2 separate regions of the Mus musculus genome follow, and region 1 is linked to region 2. Evidence: chromatin contacts called from public promoter capture Hi-C data. All regions are on one chromosome and are shown on one strand. Each heading gives the region's core, a stretch centred on a gene start, on an enhancer-like site or on the middle of the called end of the contact. The rest is flanking DNA. Distances are from core to core; before and after follow the strand shown.

The links. Promoter capture Hi-C pulls out the DNA fragments that hold promoters and counts their contacts.
Region 1: a promoter capture Hi-C map of pre-B cells shows a contact between it and region 2. The contact joins the promoter of Sertad4 here to the enhancer-like site in region 2. A contact is called at or near these places in 2 of 39 promoter capture datasets (the 3T3-L1 cell line and pre-B cells), 1 of 15 datasets of contacts at CTCF or cohesin (the NIH/3T3 cell line), 21 of 484 Hi-C or Micro-C datasets (the C2C12 cell line, the HL-1 cell line, the N1E-115 cell line and 13 more), 1 of 115 datasets of contacts at active chromatin or transcription factors (fibro-adipogenic progenitors) and 3 of 9 other capture datasets (adipose tissue, liver and pancreatic islet).

Annotation. Positions count from the first base shown.
Region 1 is chr1:192,853,138-192,857,186 of GRCm38.p6, reverse strand. It overlaps Sertad4 (SERTA domain containing 4), which reads left to right and starts at 1,435. Exons shown (of 4, transcript NM_198247.2): 1 at 1,435-1,744. Gm15867 (predicted gene 15867) reads right to left here and starts at 2,259. Exons shown (of 2, transcript NR_131748.1): 1 at 2,109-2,259; 2 at 331-1,172.
Region 2 is chr1:192,751,841-192,755,441 of GRCm38.p6, reverse strand. All of the region lies in intron 2 of Hhat (hedgehog acyltransferase), which reads left to right. Among named protein-coding and RNA genes, the nearest start is that of Gm22265, 8.1 kb to the right of the region's middle. Within about 2 kb of position 2,156, at least 165 of the 459 cell types and tissues checked have an H3K27ac peak or open chromatin away from gene starts, as enhancers often do. A contact at or near this core is called in the N1E-115 cell line, adipose tissue, bone marrow-derived dendritic cells and 7 more, where this site is marked.

The DNA of each region.
Region 1 (4,049 bases), core at 186-2,685, 100 kb before region 2:
CATCTAATGCCCATCTTGGCATGAGTCAGGGCAATTTAACATGGTTTGGAATGAACCCAAGAAAGCCCAATCTCAGGCGTGCAACCCTGGACTGTCTTTTGGAAAAACTGAAATATGCTGGCCACGGCCTCCTGTTTTCAGCATTGTTCTCTTGGTGTCCTGATACCCTAAGAATTTTTGTGTCTTTGATGCACAGAGTTCAATAGAAACACTTTCTAAATAGATTAGTCCTGACGATGGTTAATATTTGCTACTTTATTGAATAAGGCACATTTACTTCATAAAATAAAAAAAAGGAAATTCACTTAGCTGCATGTCAGTCACCCAAATTTTGAGTGTACAAATGAAATGGAAAACATTTATTACACAAATTTAATTACAATTCTAGGAAATAAACATGCAAATCAGATGGAGCTCAATCTGCAGGCGCTGATCCTCTCCCCCTGGTTTGCAGTCTGTGCGCCTCCTGGATTCGCAGCGACCAGGCAGTCAGAGGCCTGGATCTTGCAGGCGGGAGGATCACTGCTATAAAGAACTGTGTCACATTCAGCGCATCTGGCATAGTAGCAGTTCTTAACACTTTGCACAGGTGCCTCCCTTCCCCCACCCGCGCTTTGTTACGGTCTACCTCTCTAAACCTCTTCCTTCTTTGCACCAGAAGTGACCTCTTCATGACAGAGGGACCCAGACAGCAGTTATGAATCAATGTGTTTGCGGTTTGTTTGTTTTGCTTTTAAAGAAAAACCCAGCCATGCTTGGTGGCACTTGGTAGACAGAGACATACGGATCTCTAAAAGTTCAAGTCCAGCCTGGTCTACACAGTGAGACCCAGTCTCAAAAACAAAACAATAAAAATCCACACAAAAACTAACTCCAATAGAATCCACTACAAGAAGAGGGGGGGGAAATCACTATTTATAAAATAAAATGACTTGAGCTCCTGTCACAGCCTTTCCACCAAGGGCAAGCTTCTTTATTAGTTTTTGTTTGTTTGTCTGTTTGTTTTTCTTGTAGGTTTCCCCCACGGGGATCCGCACCCAGTAGCTGCCAGTTCACGTGGCCGCAGGATGAGTGCTGCCTTGTTACACCCAGGCTGCTGGGGAAGGGATCGAGCGGGCGGGGGAGCGCAAAGGCTCAGTCCAGCTCTGACATCTGTTTCTCATCTCCGTGTGCTGTACAGAGGGGAAGAAAGTCTTTAGTAAGGGGTGGGAAAGGCACAGATTTTTTTTTTCAAATCACACGCACACACAATAAGAAAACTAAAGCAAAATCTAAAAAATAGACAAGACGTCTGGGCAGGTTGCGATGAACGCTTCGTGCGTTGCAGCCCCTGCCTCCCGCGGGCTGCGCGCGTGGGGTCCGGGCTGCGGGCGGGAGCGGCCCGCGCGGCCCCGAGGGCGGAGGCGGAGCGGGGGCGGAGGCAGGGCGGGCGGGGGCGCGGCGCCCCGCGATCTGGCAGAGCGGAGGGAGGCGGGGAGCGCGCTTGTCAGGTTCCCTCTCGCCCCGGGGGCATCCAGCAGAGCCAGGCTCGGAAATCCGCGGGGAAATGGCAAACAGGATTGACGGGTTTCTCGCGCTCCTCGCCAGACACATCGGCTCATTTCCATAACCGTCTGCGGCGGCGGCGGCGGGACCTGCGGGGACCTCGGCCGCCGCGTACCCGGCCACGCCGACTGGGCCCGGGAGGCGCGTGGGCAGCGGCGGCCGCGCGGAGGACGGCGGCGGCTGGAGCGCGGGGCGCGCGGTAAGAGCCGTGACCCCAGGGCGCGCGGGGGCGGGGAGGGTCGCGCGTGGGGCTAGGGCGCAGCTGGACACAGCGGGGCGCGGGGGCGGCGCGCGCTCTCCGGGGTCGCGCGCCCTTCCCGGGAGCTGCGGCGCGCACGAGGCGACCCGGGCGGTGGGCGAAGACCCCGTGGCGGCGAGTCGGGTTTCCCCGGGTAGCAGGAGGGTCGGCCTGGGGCCAAGAGGGTAGGGAGGAGGGCCTGCGGGGCGCAGGGATGCGCGTTCCGCGGAACAAGGCGCCGCTGCCGGAGCTGACACCTTGTGTCCCCCGCCACCTCCGCGCCCGCCCCTGCTCCTGGCTGCGGGCGGCGCTGTCCTCGGCTCACCTCCCCGCGGGCTGCCAGGCCCACGCCCCCGCCTCTAGCAGTCTCCTCGGCCCCGCAACTTTCCCGAGTGCCGGGCCGCAGGAGCGGGGCACCAAGGTCCACCCCTAGCTCCAGCGGCGCGTACCGCGCGGGCGGCAGCAGCTCGGCGAAGGACCAGGGCAGCTGCGGGCTGGAGTGTGGCCCCGCCAGCCGCTGTGAGTCATAGCCTTGGAATCCCACCTTGGCGTGTATTTCCCATAGAAGGAAACTTGGTTTTTAGAAAGAGCGAATAATGATAGCCCTTATTCTTCAGGAGAGGCACTGGGCTCCAGCACCTTGGAAGACAACTTGCCTTTGTTCCCAGACACTTGGGCTGTTTACTTTTCCCTGCGGCCAGCGGCTAGCCGGACGGTGCCCTCGGTCCAGAAAAGGGCTTAAGGGCAGTGATACCAGTCTCCAGGGTGCGTCTGTTTGAGACCCTGGATAAGGGACCCGTCACACCCCTGTACCCCTCCTAGGGCCTGGACTGAGAATGCTAACCCCAAAGCTCCCAGTGGGAAACCTCTGACCTCCTTAGTCGTGTCCGTCCCCCCCCCCACACACACACACCTGCATTCCCAACCCCCAACACCGACAGAGAACTCTTAGCCTCCTGGGACTGCAGCTGGCCATTGCACTTCCCGGGGCACCACAAGGACCTGAAAAAAAAACAAAACAAAAAAAAACCCGACACCTGTCAGGTTTGGAGCGTTGAAGGGTTTTGTTCTTCCCACCCAGCCCCTCCCTCCACCATTGGTTGAACCAGCCAAACTGTTGAGCTTCTGCCTGGGACCGCCTGGAGACCGTGGGTGGGGAAGTCATTTGGCTCTCCAGGACAGAACACTGCAGTTCTCTGGATTGCAGCGGTCACCCCATGCAGTCCAGGGTTGGACTCTGTCTTCCAGCAGCTTAGAGGCACCTTATATAAAATGCTCTGCAATTCCCAATGTCAGGAGGAAGAAGGATACTCCTTCTGTCGTGCTGCTTTATGTCCAGTAGCCCCTGTTAGATTCCCGGCACCCTGAGCCATAGCAGCCAGAATGGCTTCATTCAGGAAAACCAAATTGTATAGAAATGCACTCTGAAGAGCACTCAGTGAAAACTCTCACACTTAGCCTTGAGAGGGTGCTGGAGGGGCCATTCCACACTATCACCTCAGTGACCAAACAGTCTCACAGGAGCCTGAGGGCCACAAGCTTGGGTGCTAACGCTCTCCGTTTTAACTAATTTCTGATACTAAAACAACAAGATCTCCGTAGTATACATCATTGTGGCTGTTTTCCATATTAACAGTATAAATTTGTGAACTTGGATTCCTGGACTCCATAACAGAGGATCCATGCTAAACATGGGTGCTGTAAATAGTCCAGCGTCTCAAGAAGACCACACTTGCCTCCCTAATTGGTTAACAACAGTGTGAGTTCCAAATAGACCAGGAAGGCTCAATTGCAGATTCTCCTCCCCCCTCCCAAGTAGTTCCAGCTCATTCATGGTTTATTCCAGCTTAAATAAATCACTTGCAGAACCCTGCCTCTCCCATTAAGATCTTGCATGTAGCAGTTTTCAACCTGAAAAAGAAAAACTTGAAGAAATTAGATGTTATAAACAAAAGAAACAACCACACTAAAAACTATCCCGCCACGTTTCAAGTTCAAATGCATAATGATGGAATTTCATCTGTTGTAAACAATGCTTACAAATAGAAGCCCTGAGAGTCTTAACAACAGAAAAGCTGCTCCCCAAGTCATTAGAACATAAACAAACAGAGTAGGGCAGAGCAGCCCAGGGCCCGTTAATGTCCTATTAAGCAAGGTAATTGCCGGCAGGAGCCTGGAGGTGCTTCTCTTTCTTTAGGGGTGTGGGTTTGTAAACCCTCTTTTGTTTATACATAGTAAGCGGTCCACCTGGCAAAGGCTTGGATCT
Region 2 (3,601 bases), core at 907-3,406:
TTCGGCTTTGTTAGAGCACTCCGTTGTTCTGTCACGCTTCCCAGCTCATCGATGTCTGAACGGATCATTTCTGTCTTTGTTGTTCCTCGGGCTTGGGTAGTTCCTTTTTGTACCAGCTTCATGGGTTGAAGTGTTAGCTCATTCGTTTCCTAAGCAATGTGTTTGTATCATTGCGCTGTATCTGACTGACTTTTCTCAGGATTCCAGAATGGAAATTGTAAACTGGAACTATACTGATGTATTTCAGGTTTCAAAAAAATTATTGGCTGGTGCAAGGCCCCAGGGGTTAAAAGTTTTTGTTGCTCTATCATAAGACCCTGCTTTGGTTCCTAGCAACCGTATCTGGTGCCCTGCAACTGTCTGTAACTCCAGTTCCAGGGATCCAAAGACCTCTTCTGGCCTTCAAGGGCACCTGCATGCTCATGGTACACATAAACTCATGTAGTTACACACACACACACACACACACTCTAAAAAATATATATATATATTTTGTCTGTTTGAACCAGGGTCTTGTGCAGCCCTGAATGGCCCCAAACTTGCTATGTACGGCTTGGAGCTCCCCATCTTCCAGTTGTCACCTCCCTAGTGCTGGATGACAGATACGTTTCACCATGCCTAGTTTCTCTTTCTTTTTCTGGGGACTGAGCCCAGGGCTTGATATGGACTGAGCCAACCAAATGATACACAAATACCAAATGAGTACCAAGTGAGTATACCAAGTGAGACACACCTCCGTCTGGTTTTTGTGGTTTTGAGACAGGGTTCTTCTATATAGCCCAGGATGACCTTGAACTGCAGACCATCCTCATGAGTTCAGTGGCAAAATAAACAAATACATAAATAAATAATTCATTTTTAAAAAGCTGAAGGTTTGTAATCTTAGGTGGGGGTTAGGGGTGGGGGTGGTGTGAGGGACTGAGGTGGAGGGTGGAGGAGTCGGGTAGGTGGGTGGAGATATAGACAGGCAGATACCCAGGGATTGCTGGTCCACTAGTCTAACCTGTTTGACAAGTTCCAGTCCAGTGAGAGACCTTGTTTCAAAACATAAGGTGGACAGTGTCCCTGAGGGACATCAACCAAGGTTGTCCTCTGATCTCTACATACAAATATATACACTCTCGTGTACACACACACACACACACACACACACACACACACGCACACACGCACAAAGACATAAAAAAAAAACACTACCAATAATGAGTGTTGGGTTGTGTTCCCTTGCAGTACCTCATCAGACGAGAGATGATTTTCTCTTTTTGACCTGCTAATGATATTTTTATTTTAAGGGAATAAAGTTTTCAGGAGCAACCACAGTGACTTCTGCTGTGTACCTTCCCTGGCCATGGTATTTTATCAACCTCTTTTCTCTGAATTGAAAAGACAATCAGTTTCTGAGTGTGCCTGGTCAGACCTCGGTTTTATCCTTGGAGATTCCAACATGGCACCGAGACTCTTTCGTATACCATGGGCCCCTTCCTTTCTTGTAAACCATGTAACTGGTGCCTGAAGTCTCTGTCGCTTGCTTTCACTCTCTTGCAAGCTTGTGGCTACCCAAGTTCCCTTCGAAGCAAGATTCCTCGAAAAGTTCCCAAGTGTTTCTGGGCTATTAGCATATTTACCTTTGTCTTTTTAAGGCAGTGTGATGATAATATTTTTCAAGGTTCCTGAGCTTTTCGGATGTGTCGACCACACTCCAGAGTCAAATACTGCATGTACCTTATGTCCCTGTCTTAAGAAATTGTTCAGATTTATCCATTTAGCAGATTTATTTTCTTTCTCAAAGAACAAAGTTTGGCAGCTTTTCTGTTTTCTGTGATAATCACTTTCTAATGAAAGTAGCCATGTGGGATCCTGCTGACCCAATAGTCTGCAAGCATGCCTTTCTGCAGAAGTTGCCTGTTACTGACATTTGCATAAATGGACTTCTGCCTTCTGTAGATTTGAGGTTTCAGGTCACCTACTTCCCCTTCTTTAGCTGTCAGTGAACTGTTGCTAATGTCTTTGTAAACGAGTGCTAACACCCGGGGATCTAAAAACAGCTTTCCTGGTGCAGAGTTTCTGTCTGACTTGCCACCTCTCATTTCTTTGTTATTATGTAGCAGTTGTCTCCAGAGTAGGATACAGCTGTAGCGAACACGCTTGCCCCACGCTTTCACTTTCCCCTGTTAGCCCTGCAGGCACAGCCATTAATAATCTGGGTCTATGAGAGCATGACACAGCAGCGGTTGTAATAATGAGAGCTTGACACAGCAGCAGTTGTTAAGTGGGCCTTTTCCTTTACATGGTTCATGCAATGCATCAACCTCTCACAGGACAAGGGCTGGGTGAAAAGGCAAGTACTAACTGTTGCAATTGAGGATTTGTTTGCAAGTGGGTTGGTGACTTTAGAGAGCTTATTCTACCATGTGGGTGGGGGAGGCAAGGGATCCTGTCCTTGAACAGGTGGCCTTGCCTAGGGAGCTTGCTGAGGGTGAGAGGGGCCACTGAGGGGACTTTGGTGATAGGACTTGAGTGCCTCGCTCTGCAGGTTGCCAAGGATTGAATCTGTCTCCCAGTGTCCTTACATCAAAGCTTCCAGTGTGTCAGATGGCACTTGACCAAGTCCTTGTCACTCACAAAACTACTGAGTCACTGCCTTCCTCCAGGGATACCAGATCTCTTAGCCCAGCCCCTTTCAGGCTTGCTTTGTTATTGCCTTCTGTGTTGGTTATTGTCCTTACAGAACTTTTCACCAATCACAGCAACGTGGTGGTTGAGAAAACAGGCAATGATGTGGAGTGTCTTCCTCATTCCCTACCTGCTTTATTGCTTTGAGACAGGGTCTCTCACTGATTAGTCTAAGCTAGCTGCTCTGCAGCCTTGGAGATTCTCCAGTTTCCACCTCTCCGGGACTGGGTTTATAGATGTGTGCTGCTGTACTAGGCTTTTCCTGTTTGTCCTGGGGATCTGAACTCAAGACTCCATGAGCACATGAGACTTCATGGTACAGTGAGCACTCTACTAATGATGCCATCTCCCCATGCCCCTCTGCCCAGAACATGGCTCTATCAGCAATTGGCTTAAGTTCAGAGTTCAGGAGGCTTGGTCTGCTTGGGAGGTCTTCCTGACCTTGGTTATTTTGCATCCTATTTACAGATCTCATGTGTTTTTATTGAGTTATTTGTGACCCACATTCTCATTCTCTGAGAGAATTGGAGGAAGAAAGAAGAGGTTGAAGCCCTGGGTCTCAAAAGTCATGGAAAACCTATCCTACCATGTATGTCTCTGCTGTAGCATAGTCTGCTTATGAGGTTTTTTTTATAATAATAATAATAATAAATTTATTTGCCAGAATATGATGATACAGGTATGCCATTTTCTTTTTTTTTTTATTTATTAGGTATTTTCTTCATTTACATTTCCAATGCTATTCCAAAAGTCTCCCATACATCCCCCACTCCCCTACCCACCCACTCCCACTTCTTGGCCCTGGCGTTCCCCTGTACTGAGGCAGATAAAGTTTGCAAGACCAAGGGGCCTCTCTTTCCAATGATGGCCGACTAGGCCATCTTCTGATACATATGCAGCTAGAAACACGAGCTCTGGGGCGGGGGGG